Regions from separate parts of the Sus scrofa genome. Here all the other regions are linked to region 3. Evidence: chromatin contacts called from public Hi-C data. All regions are on one chromosome and are shown on one strand. Each heading gives the region's core, a stretch centred on a gene start, on an enhancer-like site or on the middle of the called end of the contact. The rest is flanking DNA. Distances are from core to core; before and after follow the strand shown. Region 1 overlaps LOC110256030 (a long non-coding RNA gene). Region 2 has its middle 6.7 kb from the start of TMEM100. Region 3 has its middle 88 kb from the start of MMD.

Evidence for each region. Hi-C and Micro-C count contacts between places; a contact is called where the count stands out from the background.
Region 1: a Hi-C map of omental adipose tissue shows a contact between it and region 3, with 1.6 times the contacts expected there. The contact joins two enhancer-like sites. A contact is called at or near these places in 5 of 47 Hi-C or Micro-C datasets (embryonic fibroblasts, mesenteric adipose tissue, omental adipose tissue and 1 more) and 2 of 2 datasets of contacts at active chromatin or transcription factors (alveolar macrophages and skeletal muscle).
Region 2: a contact with region 3 is called in a Hi-C map of omental adipose tissue, with 2.2 times the contacts expected there. The contact joins two enhancer-like sites. A contact is called at or near these places in 6 of 47 Hi-C or Micro-C datasets (embryonic fibroblasts, epiblast stem cells, fibroblasts and 3 more) and 1 of 2 datasets of contacts at active chromatin or transcription factors (skeletal muscle).

What each region holds. Positions count from the first base shown.
Region 1 is chr12:31,943,011-31,947,354 of Sscrofa11.1, reverse strand. LOC110256030 (a long non-coding RNA gene) reads left to right here. Exons shown (of 3, transcript XR_002337188.1): 3 at 2,715-4,344. Among named protein-coding and RNA genes, the nearest start is that of TMEM100, 69 kb to the left of the region's middle. Within about 2 kb of position 1,359, at least 31 of the 83 cell types and tissues checked have an H3K27ac peak or open chromatin away from gene starts, as enhancers often do. A contact at or near this core is called in omental adipose tissue, where this site is marked.
Region 2 is chr12:32,018,560-32,022,977 of Sscrofa11.1, reverse strand. No RefSeq gene overlaps it. Among named protein-coding and RNA genes, the nearest start is that of TMEM100, 6.7 kb to the right of the region's middle. Within about 2 kb of position 3,082, at least 4 of the 83 cell types and tissues checked have an H3K27ac peak or open chromatin away from gene starts, as enhancers often do. A contact at or near this core is called in omental adipose tissue, where this site is marked.
Region 3 is chr12:31,809,880-31,813,690 of Sscrofa11.1, reverse strand. No RefSeq gene overlaps it. Among named protein-coding and RNA genes, the nearest start is that of MMD, 88 kb to the right of the region's middle. Within about 2 kb of position 2,545, at least 4 of the 83 cell types and tissues checked have an H3K27ac peak or open chromatin away from gene starts, as enhancers often do. A contact at or near this core is called in omental adipose tissue, where this site is marked.

The sequences.
Region 1 (4,344 bases), core at 110-2,609, 130 kb before region 3:
TTTCCACACACTACAGTAAAGGTGGCCCTCTGACCATCTGGCACAAGGACACATAGGGGAGAAGTCACTCATGGGTCAGAATGATATTTCCAGAAGCATCATCTTTGGAGAATAAAACCTTCATGGACTGGATGACAACAATGGCAGGATGTTACTCAAATAAAAATGCTCAACAAATTGTGACTTTAAGGGACCTCCTTGCATCCCAAGTGTTCCTAGCATTGGTCTTCCTGAGAGTTAACATCTTATCCGCAGTCCCTTCAGTGTCTGTTTTATATTAGAAATTATGCACTTTGCATCATTCACTGGACTTTAGAAATAGAATCTAAATTAAATTAAAACATTTACATCTAACAGTCTTTCACATTCCTGGGGTTCAAAGCAGGGCAAGTATCAGAAGGTGGCAGCTTTTGATGGTGTCTCATTTCTCACAGGGGTCCAGACAGTTAGCCATGAGTCATTTGACCTTGCTTTTCCACCTGTGAAAGGAAAGCAGGGTTTATTGACATAACTCCAAAAGTTTGGAGAGCAATCATGATTATCAGAAAGCATTCAGAAGCAGGGAGAAAATTCCATTCCATGATGAAGATTTCCAGGCATAATGACAAGGATAAAGTCTATTTCCATTAATCACCTTATGAAATAATTCATGAAGAGAATAATTTAGGAGGGCCTACAGGGATATGCATAACAGATGTATATGTTGCCAGTGCTCTCTAGGCATCATCAATAAAGGCTGGAGGAGTTCCTTGGTGACTCAGTGGGTTAAGGATCTGGCATTGTCACTGCTGTGGCTCAGGTTTGATCCCTGCCCCGGGAATTTCTTCATGCTCTGGGCTAAGCCAAAAATTAATTAATTAGTAAATAGGCTGGAACTAAAACACTGTAAAAAGAAGAGTCAGACCAGCTCATTGCACTGCTGAGATTCTCAGGAACAGAATCTATTTTCTATTCTTCTTCACTTCTGCAGAGAGAACATTTCTCACTAGAAAGAACAGTGAATTTTCTAGTACAAGTCATTGTCCTAGCTTGTAATCTATGTTCCCCAGTGGGAACCATCTCTGAGCCCCACCCCTTCCCCGCAGCACTTGGCAGCCCCTTGCCACAGAAGTGGAGCAAAGGCCAAGGCTGTGGCTGACCCTCCTCACGTAGCTCTGGCTCTGCCAGGGCAACAGGAACAATCTGTGATGAACGAGGACAAAAACCAAGTCTGATGACAAGGAAATAAATCAACCAACCAGTACTTCTTTCCCCAAATGAATTTCTGAATTTGGCTTTCTGTTCTCAGAGGCGTAACTGGCTGTAGAACTGGGAGGCTGATGTGCTCCATTCATAGCCGAGGAGCAAACTCAGCCAACCAACCGGACCAGAGCTGTGGGCTGGGGAAGCAGAGTGGGTGGTGAATGAGGATTATCTTTGATCTCTTCCCGTCCACTCTCCCACTAGATGACTCCACTTTACTAGTAAACACTGGTCATATTCCCATCACTGAGCCAGCTCTGGGGATTGTCAGAACTCTTGTGGTAACACCAGAATTTAGTTTCTGTAAAAACTGGAGTGAATAAGTCTTCTGAGAGAGTCTGAAGATCTTACTAGTTTAGACACTCAGCCCCCTCAAGCAACATAGATGGCAGATTTCACTTATCTGGACTTGGGTCTTAAATACATTCAGAAGCCTGCATTCAGAAATATAGCTTCTTTGTTTTATTTGTAGGAAACATTCCATTTTTAGCCTCCAAATCTTCTTTTGAGTTTCTCACAAGATTTTTTTTTTCCCCCATGCACATGCTGGAGAGAGAAAGAGCTCCATTTCCTGGAGCCAGTGGGTGGTGTCAGTGAGAAAACGGCTACTGAGGCGGGAGCCAGAGGCCGTGGGTGGCTGGGAAGAAGACAGGGTGGAACCAGCAGCCCACAGTCTCAGGGTCAGATTCAAACAGGAATTGTTCTCCTCTCTCTGCCTGGAAATTTTTTCAAGGGGCCTTTGCACTATAACACTGTTCACTACTCAAAAAGAATAATGTTTGTTAGGGGGGAGATAAGCCTATACCCTATACTTTTATGGCAATAAACTAAGACACAGGAAAAGCCCTTTGAGGCCAGCACTTTCATTTTTGCAGCTAGAACTCTGAGGCAAAGAGAGAGAAGATCCCTTGTCTAAGGACTCACAGGGAAAGGTGTGACTAGATCACCAGTTGTCAGCTTCTTTCCAGGCTCCACACCCTCCCTCTCCTTAAAGCCCACACTGGTGACTCCCAGTGGATCTCCCCAGAGGTTTCTGCCTCCGTGTCTCACTCTGGAAGTTTGCCCAGCTTCTCTGCAGGGAGATGAGTTGCCAACAAGGTGGCTAGAGGGAATGTCTCAGGGCTCTGACTCATGAACCCCAGAGGAAAGCACCTTCCCTCTCAGTCATGAGGAACCACATGACAGTGATCCAGAAGGTGGCAAGAGTCTAGATTAAACTGTCTTGTGCCAGCCTCTGCTAAAGTTGAGCTCTAAGAGGATCAACAGCAAGAGCCATGGGAAAAGGAAGCAGGGGAAGGGGAAAGGGAGAGGGGGAAAGAAGGAGCTGAAGACAGGAAGGGTGAGGAAGAATGGTAAGGGGGGTAAGAAGATGGAGCATAGAGGAGAAAAAAAATGAAGAGAAGGAAGACAAGGAAAGGGGTTACTAAATAAGAAAGAGAATTGACTACGTCTCTTTTTGGTTATTGGTTCAGAAATTCTGAAGCTGAGAATCATGGGAAGTCTGTTGCCTGCTCCAAGAAGACTCTGGGTTCATTGCATCTAGAGATCCAATTTGCATTCTGAGCAGTCAGGAAGATCAAATACCTACCTACTGAATGCTGAGAAGACGGTGGAGCCAGTCCCCTCATTTCCTGACCTTTGGCAGTCAACCCCTTAAATTGTACTAAGAGTGGACACTCCATAAATTGTACTGGACATTCCACAAATTGCATTAAGGGTGCTCCCCGGTCTTGTTCCAAACTCAACTGGATTGGGGCTTAGAGAAAATGTTTCAGGCATGGATTTTCTTCAGTAACTTTGCAGCCAGAAACACCACCAAGAAGCCTCTGAACCTCTTAAACAGATGTGTATGTTACTGTACTTTGTACTGCCAGGATCTGTCCCCAGTTTCACTTTGCCAAAGTCTGTGGGTGCCTTTGAACTCCAAATGGCTTCCAGATTTTGTGTGAGTGCTGTGAGTGGCAGCATTCAACCAGAAATGCCTGGCGCTGCATGAACAGAAATAGCTCCAGGGGCTAAGGAGCTGCTATGCTCCCTGATTCTGACCACAGTTGGCCCTCTGGCTCTTGAATACACAGTGCCTTTGGGGAAGGATGCTAGCTTGAGACCCTTACCACCTCTGGATTCTGACTCATCTGTGAACATTGGACAGACTCCTGGACATGGTGCTATGTGCTGGAGGTCCTGACAGGACCCCTGGGAAAGAAAGGAGGGCAGCAGACAGATGGGCTTTACCAGAAACAAAGTCCCAGTGTGCAAAGGGAACTGGGGCTTAAGGGCACTAATTCGTGTCTGTAATTTGAATGTTCTTCCCGTCAAGAGGGGAGACAAAACAAAACTGAAAGAACTGTTTGTACTATAAACTGTTTTAGTAAGCCTCAAATACACCGTAAAGCACAAGGGGAAGCAGGCATTACCTCCATGGTGAGAACACTGATGGGTTTGAGAAGGCTGTGTATCAGGTCCTTATACTAAGGTCCAATATTTTGTGCTATCTTGGCAGCTGGTGAAATAGACAATAGTTACTGCCTGTGTGTTTGGGGTTTAAGGACCCGAAGTCTTTTGAGTTTACTTACTTGTTTTTTGTTTTGCTTTATTTTTCAAAGTTCCTCCCCTGCTCCTCCGCAAAAGCACTGGTGTGATACTATACATATCATTAGCTAGGTATTTCATTTGACAGTCATTAAAAAAGAATCTGTGCTCAAAAGAAAACTTCTCTCAGGGAGATGAGATTTGAAACATAAAAATGAATGAAAATAACTAAAAGTATTCTTTATGAGCCTCTAGATAATATTTATAACTACCAGACGTAGGAAATAGTTTCATTTCAGAATTGACCTCAAGTAAATTGCCAGCTGAGACCTCCCTACCTACAAAATAAACACAGTGCAGCACTAAAGGAATGGTATTTTTTTAAGGCACAGGAGTCTAAATCCAGTTACTCTTGAAATTATTTTTTTAAAATTTAGTAAGATGAAGGATTTCCTGCTGTAGTGGGGTGGGTTAATGATCTGGGTTGTTTCTGTGGAGGTGCCTGTTCAATCTCCAACCCAGCACAGTAGGTTAAGGATCTGGTGTTGCTGCAGCTGTGACATAGGCCTC
Region 2 (4,418 bases), core at 1,833-4,332, 210 kb before region 3:
CATTGGCCCTTTTGGGTTTCCATAGTGTTTTGTATAGGATTATGCTTAGTAATTGTGATGATCTCATTCCATATTGCAGGTTCGATTATTTTCAACAAGATTTCTTGTATTTATAATGTTCCACATTAAAGGATTACTCCAGATATTGTATTGTTTGCATAGACCTGAATTTTCAATGCCACTTAGGCTTTGTGCCCAGAAGTGCAAACATGTCAGCAGCATATCTCATTTAGGACACATTGCCTTACCCAGGCTTCTTACAGCACTTTACACTTCCACATACCCACTTGCATTCCAGCCTCATGCAACTGGGAGACACAAGACTGATGTTTCCAAATGAGAGAAACTGAGACACAGAGTTGCTAATTGATTGATCCACAGTCACCACACTTGAAGCAGTAGAGCCAACCAGATAAGCCAAAATCTATCTTCTGACACCTAGTAGCTCAGTAAATTCTGCTAAGGAAATGTGCGGTACTATGCATCAGGCACTGTGCTTTACACAGGGAACACAAGGATACATTTTGCAAAGCCCATACTCTTTTTTTGTTCCCACTTAAATTGCAGTTGAATTTTTTTTTTTCATTTTTTAAAGTTTTACTGAAGTATAGTCAATTTACAATGTTGTGATAATTCACAACAAAGTGGTTTGGTTATACATGTACACACAACCATTCTATTTCAGATTTTTTTCCGTATAGATAATCTTAGAATACTGGGTAGAGTTCTCTGTGCTATACAGCAGGTCGCCACTGGTCAATCATTCCATATACCTCAGTGTGCGTATGCCAATCCCAAACCCCCAGTCCATCCCTAAACCCCCCACCAAGCTCCTATTCTTGAACTCTCAGTATCTTAGAGGAGATTAAACAAGCAAACAGCTACTTTCTACTTTATTTGGCAAGGGATATGATATTTGTAAGTGTAGAGCACCGCCCTCAATCAGGTACAATTTTGCCCCCCAGAGGACATTTGGCAATGCTTGAAGACATTTTTGGTTCTCAGGACTGGGAGCTAGCTACTGGTGTCTAGTGGGTGGAGCTAAGGCTGCTGCTAACATCCATCAATGAAGACAGATGCTCAAAACAAATAATTATCGGGCCCCAAATGTCAAAAGTGCATAGACTGAGAAATCTTAGCATATAGCAGTATGGAGACACAGTGAAGGAAACTCAAGGCTGCCTGGTCCAGAGATGGAGAAGGACTTATCAGGGAAATATGTGATGCTCAAGGTATCAGGAAAAAATGAGTAGACATCATCTGGAGTATCCAAACACAGGAAGCATCAAGCATGAGGAACATGAAACTGTGTGCTGTATTTGTAATTTGATCTAAGCTGAAGCTGAGCCTTGATAAAAGGGAACCATTAATAGTTTTAACCAGTCATGTGGTTAGGCTCACATACTCAATAGCTTGCTATATTAGCATCCAGAAGAGGATTTCAAACTTCATTAGGGATATGGATTAAAATTGCAGATTCCTGACCTACCAAGACACACAGAGACACAGACACACACACACACACAGACACACAGACACACACACACACACACACACACACACACACACATCAAATATCCTGCTGCAATAATGCAGTAGGTCTAGGGTGAATCCCTGAAACAAGTACTTTTTATAAGTACCCTATACATTCTGATGCAGGTAGTCCAAACCCTCACTGGTGTACAGAACACATTTGATGATAGTAAGATTGTGATCTCACCACTAAGAAAATAAAAAGGAATTTCAGAAAGAGAGGACTATATAGAATCATCCTTTTCTCTGCTTTAATCTATAATGTGAGAATCTGAACTGGGTGCTTATATCAGAATCTACACATAGCAGCACTGCTGCTCCTCTTTGGATTCCAAGGCCTGGAGTGTCGAAGCACTAAGGAAGAGCACTCCCCACATGATGCCCTTTTGACAGCTACCAGGAAGCACAGTTGCTTCTCCAACTTGAAAAATTCTGTGTCCCTAAGCCTTGTTGGTACAGTGGTATTTGCTTTCTGTAACAAGAGACGCTCACCTTTGGGCTTTTCCATCAGTCTTCCCTAAAGGTGGCTACTCCTGTAACCTGTCACATAAAGCTGTGAGCTGAGGTCTCAGTCTTACATCTCCTTGTGTCAATCACAGCAGAGTAAGTCTCCATGAGCAGGAATTCTGGCCCCAGCTGCTTGCCTTCCAAATTCAATTTGGCATGCATTACACTGTTGATTTCCTTGGATATCTCACACTTCTTACTGCATTGGCTTTGGGTCAGCATGAGTGGAAATTAGTGTGAAAACACTACAGTCCTAGAATTTCTGATTTGAACTAAAGGGAATCTTTGCAGTGCAGTCAGTCTCTGAGCCAGATGCCCACTAATGTCCTCTCAGGGAAATAGATGAATATCCACAGTAAGAAGTCAATGGTTTTGCTGACAGATGCTGCACCAGGGATTTTTTTTAAAGAGGGTTTCTGGTAGCTTGGGTAGCTGTGTTAGTTTTTTCTCAAGTTGTCTCAGCTATGTTCTCTGATAATAATATAGGAAATTGTAGGAGCCCAAAGAGGGTTTCTGAAATAGAAAAAGAGGAAAGAATAGCAAAGAATTTATAGACAGGACCCTGTGATCTGACAGATGGGACTCTGAGAGGCTGGATGTCTAGCCCAAGGCCACTTAAAGGAAAAAAAAAAAAAAAAAGATTCAAACCCAAGTTTCCTGACTTTCAGTTTATGGCCATTTTCATTGCACAAGAGTGAAGAGTCAAAAATGCTAATTTTGCTGTGGAAAGGATCCAAAACCTTACCCTGTAACCCTAGAAAGAACAAGTCATGTTAGAGCTATAAAGAAAGTTTTCCAAACTAAGAAACTAAATAGAAACTAAATAGCGAGAAGTAAGTCAGGGGAGAGAGGTTCCCCTGAGACCACTGAGCCCCTCAAATTGGAAGTCATCCAAAGTTATCAATGGCAGATTTACTGACCAGGCACAGTGGCCAGTTGGAGTTCAAAGTGAACTTGGTGCCCTTAGTGTGCAGAATGGAAGAATCATCGTGTTCTCATTCTGTGGCCACACACTGTCCTGGGATCATTAGCCTTACCAGGTTTTACAATTGCTTTGACAAAGACAATAATGCCCGTTTCCTGTAGAGTTTTAAGTAAACAAGAAGGAGACAGCAAGATACTCTCTCCTTTGTGAAGCAAGACTTTACAATTTTTATCTAAAGAAAGAAAGCAAGAGATCTGTTCTCTGCATTGTTCCTTAAGACCATAAGATAAATAGTTCTGGTTTGACCTCAGATGGGTGGGGCAAATTGTTCTCTTTCCCATTACCCACCCACACCACCAGGACATCAAAGACTTTTCAAGTGGATAAAAATGTTTCCAAACCTTTTCTTGAGTTGGTCCTATTCTCATCAATGGGTCGCTAGAGGTCCTGAGGTTCTGTAAGAAGAAGATTGCATCTTTTTTTGTGGGGGGGGGTAGTTTGTTTTTTTTTTAACCCCAGAGTTTATTCTGGGGAGGGTAAACCTTTGAGCAACAGAAGGCTTGCATATCAGCTGAACACAAAAGCAATAATGTATGGAGATTAGGAGGTAAACGTGGCAGTCAAACAGGCTTGGGTTCTAGTTCTGTGCTCCACCATTTTCCAAAAGGCCTCTTAATCTCTTTATTTGTCTAATGGGACTATCTCACACCTACCTCTTGGATTTTTTTTGGTGGGGGGGTCTTTTTAGGGCCAAACCCGCCCTAGCACATGGAGGTTCCCAGGCTAGGGGTCTAATCAGAGCTGTAGCTGCCGGCCTACAGCCTTTGCCACAGCCACAGCAATGCCAGATCCGAGCCTCATCTGTGACCTACACCACAGCTCATGGCAACGCTGGATCCTAAACCCACTGACCAAGGCCAGGGATTGAACCTGCATCCTCATGGATACTAGTCAGATTCATTTCTGATGAGCCACAACAGGAACTCCATTGGATTTTTTATGAGTATTAAGTGAGATAATAAATCTATGAAAAGTAGACAATTTTATTAAGTGTTCAATAAGAATTTATTTTTAGGTAGAGCCCACTGTTGGATATACAAGGTACCCGCCATCCAAAGAATTATTGGAAAAATTCCAATAATAATTGAATAGTCATTCAAGTATCATTGAATAATTAATGTACTTAGCACTAAATATCTGGAAACTTTGAAATAATCCATTTGAATAATGATCTGAGTTTACAAGTTTATATCTGATTTCAACGTAGAGCCATTCTTTTGTTTATTTATTTATTTGGTAAGGATTTTCCATACACATATGCACAATTACTGATATTATTCTTCAGGAACTTATGGGAGATTTTTCAGTCAACATAATCTTGGTAAACCCCACTGTAAAGGTTTGCTTATATTGTATATGGCCCAAAACATTAAATGTCTACAGAAATCCATAG
Region 3 (3,811 bases), core at 1,296-3,795:
AGATAGGTAGGTAGGTAGGTAGGTAGGTAGATAGATAGATAGATAGATAGATAGATAGATAGATAGATAGAGGATTGATAGATATAAGTTTCCGATTAGACTTTCCTATCCTCACCCTCAGGGAAATCTAAGAGAAGACAGTGTCTTTGTTAGATTACCTTAGCTAACAATAACACAAGATGTGGGAGAAAGAGCCACAGACTGAAGAGAATTAAGATCCAACAAGCTCAATGCAATTCCTATCATGTTACCAATAGCATTTCTCACAGAACTGGACAAAAAGCTTTTAAATGTGTGTGGAAACACAAAAGACCCCAAATGGCCAACAATCTTAAGAAAGGATAATGGAGCTGGAAGAATCACGGTCCCTGGCTTTAGACTATATTGCAAAGCTACTGTGAACAAAACAGTATGGTACTGGCATAAAAAAACACATAGATCAACGGCACAGAATAGAAAGCCCAGAAATAAACCTATTCACTTTTGGTCAATTAACCTACGACAAAGGAGGCAAGAATATACAATGGAAAAAAGACAGCCTCTACAATAACTGGTGCTGACAAAACTGGACAGCTACATGGAAAAAAAATGAAATTAGAACATTTTCTAACATCATACACAAAAATAAACCCAAAATTAAAGAACTAAATGTAGACTGGATACTATAAAACTCCTATAGGAAACATAGGTAAATCAATATTTGACATAACTTGCAGCAGTATTTTTTTTTTTTTTGGCTTTGTCTCCTAAAGTAATGGAAACAAAAGCAAAAATAAACCAATTGGACCTAATTAAACTTAAAAGCTTTTGCACAACAAAGGAAACCATAAACAAAACAAAAAGACAACCTATGGAATGGGAGAAAACATTTGCAAACAAAGTGACCCGAGGGCATTAATTTCCAAATTATACAAACAGCCCATATAGCTCAATATAAAAAAAAAACTAATAAAAAGTGAACAGAACATCTAAATAGATAGTCCTCCAAAAAAATATATAGAGAGAGGGCCACAGACACATGAAAAAATGCTGACAATCACTGATTATCAGAGAAATGGAAATCAAAACTACAATGAAGTATGACCTCGCATCAGTCAGAATGACCATCATCAAAAAGCCTACAAATAACAAATGCTTGAGAGGCTGTGGAGAAAAGGGAACACTCTTACTCTGTTGGTGGGAATGTAAATTTGTACAGCCTCTATGGAGAACAGAATAACTTAAAAGCTTGAATTTTAATACTTTAAACACTGAAAATAGAATTACCATATGATCCAGCAATCCCATTCCTGTGCATTTTAAAATAGCCAAGACATGGAAGCCATCTAAAAGTCCATCAACACATGAATAGATAAATAAGATGTAGTATAGGAGTTCCCTGGTGGCTCAGCAGGTTAAGGATCTGGCATTGTCACTGCTGAGGTTCAGGTTTGATCCCTGGCCCTGGAACTGGAACTTCTAAATGTCACGGGTGTGGCCAAAAAAAAAAAAAAAAAAAAAGGAAGAAGAAGAAGATATGGTATCTATATTCAATGGAATATTGCTCAGCCATAAAAAATAATGAAGTAATGTCATTTGCAGCATCAAGGATGGACTAGAGATACCATACTAAGTGAAATAAGCCAGAGAGAGAAAGATAAATATTGTATATTGCTTATATGTGGAATCTAAAAAAAGATACAAATAAACTTATATTCAAAACAGAGATATACTCACAGACATAGAAAACAAACTTTGGTTACCAAAGGGCAAAAGTCATAGGGAAGGATAAATTAAGAGTTTGGGATTAAAATATACACACTACTATATATAAAATAGATAAACAACAAGGACCTACCATATAGCACAGGAATTAAGATATATTCAATATCTTAATGGAAAAGAATCTGAAAAAGAACATGTACATATGTGTGTATATATGTATATATTTATTTATGTGTGTGTGTATAACTGAATCACTTTGCTAAAACATTTTAAATCAACTATATTTCAATTTTAAAAAATCCAACAGACTGAGTGACCTTAGGCCTCTGAGTTTCTGTGTATAAAGTTAGCAGACTGTGCTAGATGACCTTGACCTCTCCTTTCTCTGACATTCCCTAACTTCTGAAAAATATGGCTCATAGCATCTTGGCTGAAAGCAAAATGCTTGTAATTAGGCCATATTTTCAGGAGTTAGTGGTTCTGAATAACCAGAGAATCCCTACTAGGAGAAAAATGTCATTTCCGGCTATGAAGCTTTGGTCTCTGAATTTTCCCAGAGCAGCCAGAGAGAATTGGCCCAGACAATTTCTCTTCTTCTCATGTTTTTTAGACAGTCCAAAGTCTATTTGAGATGGTAAATAATGTAAATACAGCAGAATCCCAATCCATCCCTACAACACACTCCCATCACCATTTTAAACTATGAATCTGCCAAACTCTCAAGCAAGAGATGCTTTTTGAGAGTATTATGGGATTCAGAGTCTATCTTCTTGCTAAATGACTTAATTTTTCAGGCTTTCAATACAATGAGCTTAAGTGAGTCAGCCACCTCAGCAACATGAGTAAAGAGGGGATCCTTGAAACTTGTGGTATCTTGGGATTTGGACATCCCACACATAATCTAGCAAGTGCATTAAGGTGCAAAAGCAGTTTCTGGAAATGGAGGAGAGTATGAAGAGGGGAGAGAAGGGAGATTGATGCAAACTATGACTGGTCAAGTGAGAAAAAATGGTTTATTTTCTCAGCTGTTGCCAAAAATGTCACTAGTGATATTAAAAAAAAAAAGTGGAAAATGAGAAAACTTCACTATCATCCAAAAACCACTTGTCCATTTCCTGCTCTATGTGGGAGGGATAATTGGACCATATACCACAGATTGGCCAGGAGAGTGTGGTCTTCTAGCTCCCTCTACTGTCAGGAAGGGAGACTGCAGCCGCCTGCACCGAGGAACCAAATGAGGGCCAAGCCAGAATCCAGCCCTGGGCCTGAGAATCAATAAACTGTTAACTGATAAGAAGAAATGAAAGAAAGAATGAGTATGATTAAAAGGGTGGAATGCCTGAAAATGCTTAATTGGAGGGCATCTCTTGACAGAGAGGTGCTCAAAAAAGTTTTGATGAAAGAAATGGAGTGGAGAATGAGAGAGAAAAAGACTAGCCAAAACTGTATTTTCATCCAGATTGTCATCTTAACAGAAATGTCTGAATCCATCACTCATTTTAAACTTTTTCATAAATTGTGTCAATCCTCCAGTTATTTTCAAAAAGCTTCATGCTTGAACTGCTAAGGTACTGAGAAATACTTTAATTTGACTTTTTATGGAGACATAAATTCTCAATTATTCTATAAAGTATCTGTTGTGGTATGGATCATTTAAATTCAGAACCCTTAAAATCTGATGTACCTGGACCAGGGAATTTCCAATTCAGGGGCAAGTGGGAATACCTCATAACTGTAAGAGGTATATTATTCTCTAGCTTATTTCATTTAACTTAAAACAGTCCGTGGCCACCATTGAAAGGACATTGAAAGGACAAACAATCCTGATATCCTCCACACCATCTGTGACATAAAGGCTGCTAATTGATGAGTGAGAGATGTTTGCAGTCAGCCTTTACCATCCACAGCAAATACTTGGTTCAATGCCAGAAGGGTTGAGCATGCTCTCACTCCCTTGATGGATGTCTTGACAATTACTCAAGTTAGGTAAATGAGGCTGCAGTAACAAGCAGGACCCTCCAATAAGCTCTTTCTTTAATTGAGTAGCAGTCTCAAGGTGAAGTTCCTGCTCAATAGCCAGCAGTGCTTCAGGCGGTGACTCCAGGGC